2 separate regions of the Astyanax mexicanus genome follow, and region 1 is linked to region 2. A link is a contact called in public Hi-C data. All regions are on one chromosome and are shown on one strand. The core of a region is the stretch at or near the end of the contact, and the rest is flanking DNA. Distances in the headings are between cores, read along the strand shown.

Region 1 (7,919 bases), core at 2,903-5,402, 81 kb before region 2:
TCACCAGGGGTCACCGGTTCAGATGTCACAAAGACATCAACACTGCCGAGCACACCATCCCACTGACTTGATATCACCTTAGAAAGAAGAATAAAAAAAAAAGTTAAGAAAAATAAGACAAGAACATTTAGGGTGTTTTCACACCAGCAACATTTAGTCTGGTTAAAACAAACTTTTCATTGTTGTGCTTCAGTTTAGTAGGTGTAAAAACAGTAATTGTTCTCTAAAACAATTGCACTAAGATCTATACATACCTGTCAAGTCTCCCGTTTTGGCCGGGAAACTACCGTATTTTACTCCTCTTTCCCGCCGTCCTCCCGTATTAGTATTTTCCCGTAAATTTCCCGTATTATACTACATAAAAAAATATATAGGCCACAGGCGACAATGCACATACCGCTGTGTGTCTCTTAACCAATCGTGGTGCCGGTTCAAGGAGAAAGTCCCGCCTTTCAGGAGAAAAAGCCAATCAGCTAGCTGGTTTTGCGGAGCGCAGTTTAGTGTGCGGGAAGCCCCGCCCCTCCCCTCGCTGTGAGTTCAGGCAGCTAGTCGGAGCAGCTGTCGTTAAAACTAATCTGGATATACGGAATTTTTTCTAAAAGAAAGGTAACTAACCATGTAAACTGTGATGAGATTGTTTCTGATAGCTGGTTAAAAAGACTCTTCTCTGAATCTAAACATAAATTAAACCCAATTTAATAAAATACAGCTTGTGACTCAGTTAGCTTAACTTTAGAATTAGCTAGATAGATATTCAGGGTTTGAGAAAAATCTACATATATATATAATGCCCTGCCCTGATGTGCCTGATCAGCCAATAACTATCATTTCCAAACTCTATTAGTTCAGGGCTAGTTTTAGGGTTTGTTAGAATTTGTTTAAATCTCAAGTATTGTGGTAATGTATTTTAATGTAATGTAATGTATTATTTAGAAGGGGTAGAAGAGATGGTTGAGCTGGAGAGAGAGAAAATGTGGAGAGGGCTGAAACTGAACTGATCAGGAGTGGACTGAACGATAGAAAGAAGTATTAATGAAAGATTATTAATTGTGTAGGCCCCTTAGGACTATTATTTACTTATGGAATATATCTGATCCATGTCCTTTTTGTAAATTTGTGCACCCTTCAATTTCAATTTGAAATCTATTAAATATATATATATATATATATATATATATATATATATATATATATATATATATATATATATATATATATATTATTTTTTTTCCCCTCGTTTGGGCTGTTGGGGCGGCGGAAAAAATCCCTTATTTTTAAGTCCAAAACTTGACAGGTATGTCTATAATAGGAGATCGTCTTGGTCTGGTCCTAAATTAACACCGGGATGGTTTGTTTGTGGTAAGAATGCAATCCTTACTTAACTGTTCAGGTGCAGTTTAATCTGATTTATTATTCTAAGAACTAGAATAATTACATTACATTACATTACATTTGGCAGACGCTTTTGTCCAAAGAGACTTACAATAGTGAAGTACAAAAGTAATAGAAGTTAAAGGTAAAAACATCTTTAGATAGGGCCTAAAGGAGGTCAAAGGGAAGTAATGGGATAGAGGAGTGAAAGAGAAGAAGAAGGAAATGAGGTTAGAAGTAGTTAGTGTATTAGATTTTTTTGCAATGTACATAAAACTAATAGTATTTATTATTATATAATTTTTTGATGATTTTCAAATACTCACATGTAGTGAAGTTAAGCCAGGCTCCAATCCGATTAGATTGTTTTGCTTATCAAGAGCTGCGACACGTGGGTTGTCTATCCTCAGCCAATTACGAACCAAGTTTGTTACGTCTACAAACCAATCAGGTGATCCAAGCATGTAGGTTGGCTGACCCCCTGGACCCACTGGTCGAGCACTAAATTGTGCAAGGATCTGAATGGTGGAGCGCTGATAGACTGGACTGCATCTGAAAAAGACAAGGTGGAAGAGAGGAAAACAGTCACAAAGAGAAGGAAAAATAAAGATAGTGAAAGATGAATTTTAAAATACAAATGTGCATTAAATACAGTAACAACTGTACCTATCATTTAAATAAATGATGTAATTGGAAATAGCACAAAAACTCACTTGAAAAGATACTAAATACTGTATAAATACTGAATTTTACTTATAAAATGAATTGCCTGATTAAAAAAATGTTGTTAGTAGTAGTAATAGCAGTATGTCACAGCTGGGAAAGACACCATATTGGGCTGATGACATTACTGTTAAACATTCAGATATCAGCTATCATGGTTAGAACTTTTCCAAGTCAGCATTGCTAGGAATACTAGTTAATACCAAGGCATTATACATTATTTTGTGCATATAAACACCATTGAAACATGTCCACAGTCAGAAGTGTGTACGACTGATTTAATGATGCACAAACAAATAAAAGCTCTCACAACTTTTAAATAAAACATCTGACCTGTAGGATTATTCCAATAAAAACTTCCTACTTGGAACTGAGAAATTACAACATACTAGTTAAGATGGAAGACAGCATGAGTCTAATGATGTGTTAACAGTTCTCTGAGGGTAGGTGTTGTGAGGGAAAATGAACGGCAAGTATTTATTTATATTCCTAGCACCCAAATGGCTCATAACCTTATTTTTAACAATTTTCATTGTTTTTGAAGGTCTTGGAGCAGAGCATACCCGCTCTCTGTATGGTAGCTCCAGCCTCTGATGGGACTCAGGACAGAGTCAGAGAGAGAGATCCGGAGAGGAACCACAGGAGCCCACACAGCCATGCATAAGGAGCCCTTGAGAGTACCCAGAGAAAACTCCACCTCCACACAGGTACTGCCCATCCCAGACTCACTCCCATCTACAAACAGGGCGGAACAGTCACTCGACACCTGCCATAAACAAGAATTAGAAAGAACAGATGTGTTTTATGCATGTGTAGAAACATGTAAAGACAGAAGAAGGTGCAGTTTCAGATTTAAGACTTATTGCAGTTTAATTTTTATTCCGCTTTACCCTTTAAAATGGTCAATTCTTGACAAGTGTAATTAAAGTTGAAGCACTGCTCTGCCACTAGGTGGTGCTGGAGTAAACTCATTTTAAACACAGACTTACGTACCTAATCCTTTTAGACCTGAATTATATCCAGTAATGGAAAGAAATGGAAAGAAGACTCTTATATTATACTATAAAACATATACAGTAAAAAATCTGTTGCATTGTGAGCTAAATAAAATATTTGGTGCCTTAATGCTCTTTTAAAGAGGAATGGAGATTGGGGGCATAGGCTGAATATTTAAACATTAAGCAATCATACCCAAACATGCAAAAGGCCATTGTTAAAATGCTTATCATCATGTATTTTCAAATCTTAATGTTAGTACAGAAACAAAGCCGCTCTTTTTCTTTGCATGTCACTGACTTGTGCTGTTGTGCTGGGCATATAATTCAATTTTCTTTTCATTTTCATTTTCTTAGAACTTTAAGAAGGGTTTAAAGTTGTTAATCCAAAGTTGTGGGTGATTGGTGCGTAGCTTGTACTGAAGATCAGGGACCTCTATTTGCTGTGGGGTGGTTTGCACTATGGGCCAAATACCAAAATTCTAATCAGAATAATCAGACTAATGATACTAATGAGAATTCAGAAATGTACAGTTAAGCTCCATTATTTTCTCTCATGTAATAAACTCTGAGGTTCCACTCATTGTAAATGTCTAATTACCTTAACAATGTCTTCATTAGTTGATCGACACATTACTGCTGCAGTAATATCTGATACTTTCCCATCATGCCCCACACCCAGTACAATGACAGGGAGGGAAACTGGTTGGCTCGTCAAGATGGCCGTATTGATTATCGTGTTGCTCTGTGAATCGAAAAAAAAAAAAAAACAGTGAGATACTTCTTTCATAAGCAACATTAGTGTAAATTTACCAAAACAAAGTGTAAAAATATAATTTTACCAACCAATTAAAAAACAATTCTGGAACTACTGTGTTTAAAAAGTTTTCAGTGCAACAAAAGTGCAAACTAAAATATGCAACATTCATATTGCTCTCGAGTTGCTGCTGGTGCAGTAGTGCTACTGTTTCAGTTGTGGCCTGATTTCAGTTTCAGCTAAATACTCATTGGCCCGTTTGCACCAGCATGCAGCTGGAGTGACTCACCTCCGTGATGGGGGCGATGCCCACTATCTCTCTGTCTGTAAAAGACAGGAAACTCATCACTGCCCCAGGTGGTGACCCCAAGCTAGTGTGTAAGGAGTACTCCACCCACCAGCTAACTGCAACAGTCATGGCGACTCCAAAGCTTCTGCGTAAACCTTCCACTGAGAGACAGGCCACCTGCCTCAGAGCCACAGTGCTGAAGGACAAGAGATAAAATAATCAAGGAATGAACAAATGCTTCAGGTTGACCAGACAAAAAGAAAAAAATTAACACATATGTGTAAATTGAACATAATTATTTACATCTATTTGCAACAAGGGTATTGTATACTGGCAGTCGAATTTTTCAAATGTTGTTTTTGTAATGCTGACAGCACTTGTAGAAAAAAGCCAAAAGTCATGGCACATCAGCAGTATGTAAGTAGCTCATGAACTGTTATCTCAAGTGAAGGGCTTGGGAATGTGCACATCTGTTTTTATGTTTTTTGAGGTGTTTTCTTGTGAGTAAGGCTGAACACTGGCCAGCATGCTCAGGGCAAGGAGACATGAATTATCAGAGTTTGAGTGAGACCTGATAGTGGGTGCCACAAGGATGAGACATTTGGCTAGACACACTGGCTAGATTTGCCCAAGCAAATCGACCGTTCTGTCAGAAACCACATCTGTATTGAATCATACTCAAGGCCCTACATGCACATCTCACAGTTCAGTTCAGCAGTCTTTAGCTTCATGGGGCAAAATCCATGGGACACAATTCTCACAGTTCTTGTCCCATAACTTCTGGCATTTCAGTAATTAACCATGCCAATTATTTTCCTTAAATGGTTCTTTGAATGGATAAAGTGACCTTTATATTAGAGGCCCAGTTCCAAATAACTTTGACTAAAACTTTCTCAAGCTACTAGTGTAATTCCTGTCTGACAGGACTGACACTGTTATTAAGGTTAGGGGAGACAATATGATGTATTAGGTATGAATGATACAGTTTACATCTAAACAGTTTTTAAATGCTATTTAGAATTCCTTGCAAAAAATGGATGCCCTGTCCAGGGGGCTTGCAGCCAATGATTCCAGATAATCCCTGGACTCACTTTGACCCTGAATCAGATAATAAGATGAATACATGGATTTAAAAATCCTTTCTTAAGCCTTGTCCAGATGGGATTAGTTTCTCAAGGGGTCCTGGGGTAATTTTCTCTTTTATGCGGGGTCTCTTTATGCTGTGATTTTATTCCCATCCGGAATGACCATGTATGTGTTTTTTTTTCCAGACGTCCTCTGAGAAAATTTTAGGCTGAATTACCTATTGTTTTTCGCTGAACTCCGTGGTCCTTTTAGTCCCATCCAGACGCAAATCTCTGAGTTTCGTCACCTTGCGTTTAATAAAATAACTATTTGTCCACTGCCATTCACCGTAATTACACTTTGGGTGCACGTTTCCACAGAGATCCACGTAAACACGTAAAAGCGAGTGGAAATGGAGGAGCTACTGAACATCATACTGAATGTCATGTGAGAAAGCCAAAAAACTCACTGGTCCTCCTGATTTTTCAATTGCGTTTCAGATGCAAGAGTTTTATTACTAAGTAAAAGTGTGAAATATTTTTCACAGACCCCCCCTGAGAAACGAATCCCGTCCGGATAGGGCTTTAGTGATATTTTAATCACACTGTTTTGAACTTACCCTTGTGTGTCCTGAGCAGCTCCATTTCTACGAGAGATTATAGAAATGGTTTCATGCTTAGAACCTGATGTCCTTTCCACTTTGACAGTCCACAGGTCAAAGGTTATGGAAGGTTGAGCTTGCAGTGAGAGTAATCCTTTCTTTACTTTAAATCTGAATAAAAATACAAAACTGTGTTATACAGCTGACTCATACAGATTATTTTATACAAGTTATGATTGAAATTGTTTGACAACAGAGTCTATCATACCTCACAATGACAGATTCACTGCTAAAGTTGGACCTTAGATTTATCGATATTCCAACCGGTCGTCCAGCTCGCACAGGTCCCTTATAATAGCGAATCAGCACATCTGAATTCAGCCACAGCTCCTCCTCTTCAAAGTTGTCTAGGCAGGAAATGCCCTGTTTTGTCTTGTTACCTTTGGCTGCTTTGTCCTCAAGAGTCACAGGACTGATGTAGAACAGTTTTCTCTGCGACTGCTGCACTTTATCCTCCACACATCTAGGGGGCGTTAACTTAAGGTTGGTCACAGTGCCGAATGATGAGTAGTAGAGCTGTATCGTTTGAGTGAGGACCCCAGGTTTGGCCCTGAGGGCTGCTGAGAAGTTCTGCTGTCGCCGGCTGTGGTTATGAGCTCGTACTCTGTGTGGGTGCCGTTGTCTGAAGGTTTGGCTACTCCGGTGTTGGTGAATTGTCTGGTCAGGCTCAAACCAGTCCTTGGGAAAGGTCATTGTGACCACACACAGTCCTAGAGGGGGCTTTGAGATAAGTACAGAGGTAAGGGATTAGACAAAAGCAAAATATAATGGGGGAAAAGAGTAAAGACAGAAACACAGACTGCAATTCATATTGGCTGGATTGAGTTGTAGTGGTGTGTCTAGCAGTCAACAGTTTCTCAAACTAAACTACCCAGTAGCCTCTGAGAGCATTTTCATAGGGCAAAAGTGTGCGGAGTGACCTGGTAAGTGTGACTCCATGTTCTCGTGCTCATTAGACCTTTCACTGCGCTTTTTAGGCAGGATTCACATCCTGATTGGTCTCTTTTTTGCTTCATAGACCTATCAGTGTTTTCACTGGGTGGAATTTACACTTATCTACATGTATGGTGAAGCTTATTTGTACTTGCCCCTAGCAACATATGGTTATTGGGAAGCAAGGTAGTTAAATTATATAATTAATACATATAAATGTGCGACAGTGTAACTTCCTGTAATTATTTTTTGCAGGGTGAGTTGTCTGACCATCTATTGTAAAGGATACCTTGTATCTGCAAGGTCATTGTAGGTAAAACAGCTTAATTCAATTAGCAAATACAGGTGCAAATCAATTCATACCACTGTAACATCTATATACTTATATCCTGCTTTCCTATATAATAATATTTCAAGCAAAGACACACACATAAAACATTTTTTTGAGATGTTCTAAAGATCTAGATCCTGAACATTTGTCAGTACCTGAGTGATGCATGAGGCTTTCTGCTCCTCTGTCTGTTTGAAGGCATGAAGAGTCACACATGTTCCTCTGTTAGCATCACCCCTCATGTGGAACAGCACTCTGACCTTTAGCCTCTCTCCTCGATCAGCCTCATGCTCACACACAACCGTTTTGGAGAGGAGATACGCAACAAGAGGAGCTGTCAGAGGAGCGATGGGTTCAGAAACAAGCTTGAGGAGGAGAGAAGACAAAAAATAAACACGTTACAAATAGGCTTTCAAAGTATCAATCAAATTGTGAGGATCATTTAACAAGAGATCTCTATAAATAGATAACCACAGTTTCCCATTTAAATTAGCCTTAAAATAGTTGTTGTTATCAAAGTATGTGAAATATTGACAGTACCATCAAAAACACATATAATTCCAATGTCGTGAATAATATAATATCGTAAATGATATTATATCCTGAAATATTGTGCCATATCACCCACCCCTAATTATCACATCAGCGTAGTACTTTTTTACTGTTTTAGCAAAAGGAAGATTCACACTGTTCTAATTTCCCATGATATATCTTCTAGAGACAGATTATATCTGTCCAGTATCATTTATTTTACTGTAATCCTGGATATATAGAGATATTTGGGGTGCATTTTA
Region 2 (7,507 bases), core at 2,368-4,867:
CAAGAAAGAATTTCTTTATTTTATATTTTTTATAAAAACAAGTGTTTATGTTAAGTGAAATCAAGAAAGACCATATTTTATTTTTTATAAAAACAATTATTTATGTTAAATTCATTCAAGAGATTTTTTTTCAGTAAATAGTTCAACTTTAAGTGTCAAGAGATACATTGCTGCTATTAAAAATGCATTTTCCAATAAAGGCAGTATTGGCAAAACTGGTTATCATTTTTATGTTAAGGTGGGGGGAGGTGGTGTCTGCAGCTGCCTAAAGTAACTAATAAAGTAACTTGTAAAGTAACTTAGTTACTTTTAAAATCAAGTAATCCATAAAGTAACTAAGTTACTTTTTAAAGGAGTAATCAGTAATCAGTAATCGGATTACTTTTTCAAAGTAACTATACCATCACTGAGAGAAACCATAAAAAAAATCAATTCTGTTTTAAGCATTTTTAAACATGCTCTGTTAGTCCAACAGCATCAGCTTAACAACAAGTCAGCTCACATTAGCATTAATGCTATCGTAATTTCTGTCCGAATATTGTTTGCTGCCGAAAAATTAAATAAGTACAGCTATTACATGTTTGAGCCAGTACTTTATTTTACTTCCTAAAATTAAAAGAATATCCTGTACAAGTAGTCAGACACTATTTTTAAATTGTGTTTTTAGCCGTTTAGCTCCATTCACCCCATTTATTGAGGACTTCCTCGTGGGCTCCCTCTATCGGTCAGCAGGAAATTTCTGCTATAACAGGGGAGATGGGAGAGTGGGCAGGCTCGCCATAAACCAGCTGTGGTCAAGCCCTGCCCTCAGCTCCACCACGCTGCCCACACCCTGAGTTGCCAGGTTCGTAGGTTTCCAGCCAAAGTGGGCTTGTTTGAAATTCCAGTCGCGGGTAAAAAATAAAAAAGCGGCAAATGTGTAGAAGTCCAGACTAAAATCACTCTTTCTTGGATCACAACAATAAAAAACAGGAGAACAAGGAGGTAACCCATTGCAAGGACTAATAAATATTAACGTCACCATTGCATTTTGATTTTATTTTTTTTACATTTATTATGCAGTTCATCACGAAAAGCCATGGCCAAAGTGAAGCTTTATTTTTTCTTTTCACTCAGCTTTTTCATTTTGTATTTGACTGTGAAATACACGTATGGGAATGAAAATGAAATGGCAAGACATTTAATTTGCCCTGTGACCCTTATTATTTATTTTGTCATAATATTTTCCACACGTTCAGAAAAAGAAAGCACAAAACAATGTATGCATTTTCATGTTAGTATTTTCATTTCAGTTTTATTTTTGGCAGGATTTAGCTCCCATAAATCACAAGGCGATGAAAAAAATGTTAAAGAGGATAGAAGAGTTCAAAAGGGGCAAGAATAATAATTAGCAAAAGTCAGTTCTTTTTTTTGCTAATTATGTTACTATTAGATGTTCTTGACTGGGATATAAAACGGTTATAAAAGAACTCATAAAAGTAAAGTTACAATATTATTAAGATCTTTAAGACAAATAGCAATACTGATAATAAATCCATTATTAACAAAATACACTTGACATTTGCTTCAAACATGTAACAGACATATGTATATTGGGCTAGTTTAAGTATCTGAGGGCGGGTTTTAGACTGACTTTGGGCTGGATATTGTTTTGGACCTGGCAACCCTGCCTCACCTCCTTCTCCAGCATTTTCCTTCCCTGTTAAGCCAGGCGGACACTGTGCGATTTTAGCCCGATTTTAAGCCCGATCTGGTCGGATGCGACTGAATTTCATGATCGGGCCGAATTTTAGCTTGATCGTGCGTCGTTTGTCGTGCAGTGTGAGAGGGGAAGCCATGTCCGATTAATTGCCCATACGAGCTGCGAATGAGCAGTCGGACGCGACCAGGGATTTCTGACATGCCAGAAATTTTGGTCGCTTGTCTCACAGTGTGAGCTGTTTTGCGGGCCGATTTCTTAACGTCACGGCCTGTTTTCCCAAAAATCTGCACAGTAACTATATATAATTATTAGTCATATTTATTTCTGTCAGTTATAAGGATTTATATTTATGTTCGTTACACAGACTTATAGCTTAATATAGCAGACACAGGCATTCTGCTGTTTAAGAATTTCAACAGATGCTTATTCTCAGTCAATAGCTGGAGTTTTTGAAAAGAAAAATTAAAAGAGAAAATATCTTTGACAAACATAAATTTATTTTATTTCACTTTGCTATTATATCTGAAAAATAAAGCACATTGTCAGCCTCTGATGCTGCCCGTCAATTATATAAAACCTAAAACATGCACAGAAATATAATATATATTTTATTATTCGTTTCTTTTCGCCAGGGCAAATTTATTAAAATTATAAATATGTTAATTTATTAATTAAAATCTCGTCCAGTGCTCCAGAATATTAGCCAAAGCCAGCTTAGCGCAGCGCGTGGCATTGCGCGCGGCATTGCCCGCATAATAACCTCTGTCTTCTAAAATAAACGTTTTAATAAATAAGGTCGGAGAAGTGTAGTATAATTAGTGCTATTAAACTTACTAAAGCTAATAAATGTACTGATAATTAATCAAGATAAATCAGACAAAATGCGCTGCGCCTCTCTCTCGCTCTCTTTCGCAGCGCGGAGCTGAATTCAGCGCGAGGCTACAGAAACTCAGTTCAGTTGAATAAAAATAAGTAAGGGCCTGTAAGTACAAGCAAAGGGCCTGTAAGTAAATATTGTCAAATATAAAGAATAGTTTGAGGTTTTGGTGAGCTGTTTTCATGATTTGAAACTGAACTAACTGAAACTTTGATTAATCTGCAGAAAGCCTGGGTTATTTTAAACGAATTTTTAATGAGTTTATATTTTATATTTATTCATTTTAATTATTTTTCTTCTTTTATTAATCAAATCATTAAATATATATCTTCATAAGATATACATTTTTTACCTTTTATGTCAATTTTTATTATATTTTTTTAAGGTCCTATTTTTCCTTTTTTACGTATATATTTTATTCGTCTATAATAAATGTCAGTTTTTATTTATATTTTTTATATATTTTTTAAATCCCTTTTAAAATGTTAATGCTCAGCGGCACTGTAAATGAGGGTCCCTATCCAGTGTGAATAACCTATTGCTTGTTTAATATTCAGTGTTTCAAAACCAGTTTTTACATAAACAATAAACAGAATAAAAAATAAAATTATTTTATTTTATTTAAGCTGCTGGTGTTTCTTTCGCAGCCTGACGCGCAGTCATTTTTCTATGCGCTCTCCTTCTGTAAAACGGACAACCCGTAGAGTCCACGTCGCCTCAGCCACCTGCGAGTCCATGTACGTCTCTTCCGTGGACTTTCAGCGCACAACAGGGCACAAATAAGCAAAGCTAAGCGCTTTCTTTTGCAAGGCGTTGTGTTGAAGCGAGAGTTTGTACGCAAAGAAAGCTCCGCCTACGGGCTGCGTTTAGACGTGCAGTGTCAGCTCCCCTGTCGCAGCAGGTCAGTCGGACCGTACAGTGTGTGCAGATGAATCGCAGGCGTTGTTCATACACGACAAACGATTCAAACGTGCAGTTTGAGCTCTCCAGAACGCATCCGATTAAAAAAATCGCACAGTGTCCGCCTGGCTTTAAAGTAAAGCTGAAGTTCCTGTTAAAAAGTCACTATACTCCTTATAAAAGCCTGTTTTCTGTCCTATTTTTGGCTGATATCACCCAGACATTATCCTGTAAAGGTAAAGATAGAGGGGAAACGTAATAAGTGTAGGTTAATAGTTTTAGTAGCTGTAAAATGTTTAACATGGCATGGCTGTTCGTCCTGGTATCGCTGATTTTGTCCACGCCGGCGTGTTTAAGTCAGTCCTCGGGGTCTGAAAACCAGCCCAAAGCCTCTGGTTTGTGGCAGACTCTGCAGTCAGTGTCCACCAGTCTGTGTGAGGACGGACACGGGTTCCTGGTGTCTCTGTTTGGCAGACAGTCCGTGGATTCAGGACTGAAGGTGGGTACAACTTGGTTTAATGTCTGTGGACGAGAAAAACCCAGCCATTAGTCAGTATACTACTTCGTTACTACTTTGTTTTAAGTCCAGAACAAAACATAGCTAGAACATATGACTATACAGTACCAGTCAAAAGTTTATTATTATTTATTATTAAAGTTATGTAAATTAGGAAGGAAAACTTGTGGAAATATTTAGCAAACAAAAAGTGTTAAACAAACCTAAATATGTTTTAGGTCTTGCTTAAAGTTAACTAATAACTTTACATCAGCTATATTGTGAAACCATATTTTTCACTTTTTTTGTAGTTTTGTTGTTTTGTAATTGTTTTTTGTTATTGTTTTAAAGCAAGGTATGCAAAATACATTTAGGGTATTTGTTAAATGAATGCAATGTTGAAAAAGGTGAAATTTATTATTCAACAAATCTTGGTGCATCTTTAAAAAAAAAAAAAAAAAAAAAAACACCTTACTTTAAATTGCAGTAGCTGATGAAACATTTTCAAAATAAAGTTCAAATTCATTATAAATAAAGTCCTGTATGAAGCCAAAAGTGTTTTGACTTAGTCTTCAAGGGGGGGTGTCATAAAGCCAAAACAGATGAAAAAGGATTTTTGACTGTATTAAAGGGCAACCTTGAATCTCATGGTAAATTTGGTGTATTAGCTTGTGTCTTTGGCTTTAAGAATAAACATCACTTAAATGTAAAGCAGGAGAGTCCAAACGTCTAGAAAATGTTTTTAACGCATTTGTTCAAAATTGGATCAGATACAGTGGCATTCAGAAAAGGAAGTTAAATTTTCTGTTATGTTTAGACGTAAGAATGTTGTTCTCGTTTTATTGGCTGTATTGTTTTTGTGTTTTTAAACAGACCCTAAGAGAGATTACAACGTGGGCTTTAGAGTCTACTGCTGGTTCTCTGAACATACTGGCCTCATATGTCACAGAAGTGCTAGGAGCAGCTGGAATCACTGGTGAATCTACATTATTTCTAAAAACACTACATTATTTAAGTCTGTAATGAATAGTTTTGCTGCACTTTAGAAGTGTATGATATGTGTGATCTTGGTGTTGGATATCCTGATGTCAATGTGAAACATGATAAATTAAGATCCTGAATTAAGTTCCTCAAAGATTATTCAGCATTCATGTTCTGCCTCACTGTCCCCCACTCTACCTCACCATCCTTCATTCTAACCTTGCTCTACCTCACTGTCCCCCACTCTACCTCACCATCCTTCATTCTAACCTTGCTCTACCTCACTGTCCCCCACTCTACCTCACCATCCTTCATTCTAACCTTGCTCTACCTCACTGTACTTCATTCTAACCTTGCTCTACCTCACTGTCCCCCACTCTACCTCACCATCCTTCATTCTAACCTTGCTCTACCTCACTGTCCCCCACTCTACCTCACCATCCTTCATTCTAACCTTGCTCTACCTCACTGTACTTCATTCTAACCTTGCTCTACCTCACTGTCCCCCACTCTACCTCACCATCCTTCATTCTAACCTTGCTCTACCTCACTGTCCCCCACTCTACCTCACCATCCTTCATTCTAACCTTGCTCTACCTCACTGCCCCCACTCTAAAGCCTGCTGTACCTCACTATATCTTGCTGTACCCCACTCTACCTCATTTTAACCTTACTGTAACCCAGTGTAGCTTACTGTAACCCGCTCTACCTTACTCTTGCCTGCTCTACCTTTTTCTACCCTGCCTCTCTACTTTACTCTACCCAACTGTACCTTGCTCTAACTCAACACAACGAAGTCTAGTTTTAACCTTTTCTGAATTACAGGCCAGGCTTTCTTAAAGAACAAACATTTATTTTAGTCATTAAAGCACTGTTAAACTAAAACTGTTTCCCACACAGAGATTAAGCTTAGTCTTGGGCTACAAAGTATTTAGAATGGAGAATTTTCTAATAAATGAAAATTTTGTGAACGACTATGCCTGTCCAGGAAACAAACCCTTAAAATGTATTTTAAAATATAAAATGTTAATATAACATTAGCCCATTAATGGCCTAATAATCAGGTCCTAATAAAAAAAAAAAACATTTATTACTCTTATTGCTACACTGAGTAATTGTTGATTGGAAGATTTGTAGAATTGATGCTTATATGTATTTCCCTTTTTTTTGCCTTCAAGCCAATCTGCCTGTGAAGCGCATCACTCCGGAAGGTGTTGCGTTTGTTACTAAGTGGGTCCTGTTGGCTGTGCTTGTCTACTGGATCCTGTCCTTGGCGGTGTGCTTTGTATCAGGGATAGTGCAGCGTACTCTGTGGCTAGTGAAGATCACTGTCGCCATTGCCATGTTTGGTCTCATTCTAAGTGATACTGGTGCCACTGCTGAAACCACAGCAATGAGACTGGCTGGATTAGTGCTTGCCTGCATCCTGCTGGGTATCGGACCCTCACCGTTCAAGGGAGATACAAATACACACATGGAAGTGAAAGTTAAGGTGCTGGAGAGGAAGGTAAGAGAGTTGGAGAAGAAGAGCAAAGATGACTAAGGGGCACAAATCCAGGATCACTAAACTGAAATGATCCTGACTTTAGATCTGTGTTTTGTGACTGAATTATTATATTATATCATACTCTTAAGCCTTGACCTGAGGACTGTATATATATTTTTTTTGTGTTTCAGCTCTGTTACAGCAAATTTAATGCAAAAACTGAATCACAAGGGTTTGATTTTCTGGACAGGGATTAATCCTATTTTTTGTTCGTCTTCAATGAAAACCTCTCCATTTCAAAATGCTGTGCTGTTTTGTTTGTGTATTCTGTAAATGTCCTTATTTCATTCTGATAGAGCTTGACAAGATGCATAATATAGCTATTATGTATGTTCTACTAGGTTGATACAAAACAGCATCTTTTTAAAGAGATTCCTTTTTTTTCTATTCTGTATTATGTATGTTAGGAATGCATGAAATATTTGGCAACCAAATAAGTGAAAAGACAGAAAAGTTATACTGTTACACATTTATTGACGTCATTTTGCAGCCTTTCTTGTGTCTTTGGAATATGGTGGAGACAGGCTCACAATCAGTTGTAGTTGTGTAATTGTTTTTTATATATATAATATAAATGAAAGGCAAAAATACATTAAGGCTATGCTATTTATTTAACGGTGAAGTGTGGAAACAGATGTGGGCAATTTAATAATAGCTTGTGGAAAAAGTATTCAGCTTTCAGCCAAAAACTGATTTTGGTGCATCCCTAAAAAATGGGACAGTGTACATCGGATGTGTTTACATCAGGAAACAATTTTATTTACTTTGAAAAATAACCTATTTTTTTTTATTTCCTCTGGTTTATATTATCACTACTGTGAACAATTCTGAAAGTCCACACCATAATCTGAACCAAGATTATTTTGTACACTAGGGGTGGGCGATATGGCTCTAAAATAATATCACGATATTTCATGGTATTTTCACAATAACGATACTTTTGGTGATTTGACAAAACACTAAATTAGAAAAATTATTTAAAATTTTATTATTGCATGCAATATG

What was found. Hi-C and Micro-C count contacts between places; a contact is called where the count stands out from the background.
Region 1: a contact with region 2 is called in a Hi-C map of muscle, with 9 times the contacts expected there. The contact joins the enhancer-like site here to the promoter of tmem109 in region 2. A contact is called at or near these places in 2 of 3 Hi-C or Micro-C datasets (both in muscle).

What each region holds. Positions count from the first base shown.
Region 1 is chr7:45,906,729-45,914,647 of AstMex3_surface, reverse strand. It overlaps tmem132a (transmembrane protein 132A), which reads right to left. Exons shown (of 12, transcript XM_015604671.3): 4 at 7,281-7,490; 5 at 6,070-6,581; 6 at 5,820-5,972; 7 at 4,136-4,331; 8 at 3,691-3,834; 9 at 2,658-2,860; 10 at 1,698-1,923; 11 at 1-77. Among protein-coding and RNA genes, the nearest start is that of trnae-cuc, 6.8 kb to the left of the region's middle. Within about 2 kb of position 4,152, the one cell type or tissue checked has an H3K27ac peak away from gene starts, as active enhancers do.
Region 2 is chr7:45,825,759-45,833,265 of AstMex3_surface, reverse strand. tmem109 (transmembrane protein 109) reads left to right here and starts at 3,617. Exons shown (of 3, transcript XM_007229480.4): 1 at 3,617-3,978; 2 at 4,849-4,951; 3 at 6,135-7,507. The coding sequence starts at 3,772. The coding sequence ends at 6,499. LOC125803005 (a long non-coding RNA gene) reads right to left here and starts at 5,606. Exons shown (of 3, transcript XR_007440061.1): 1 at 5,452-5,606; 2 at 5,319-5,420; 3 at 5,209-5,287.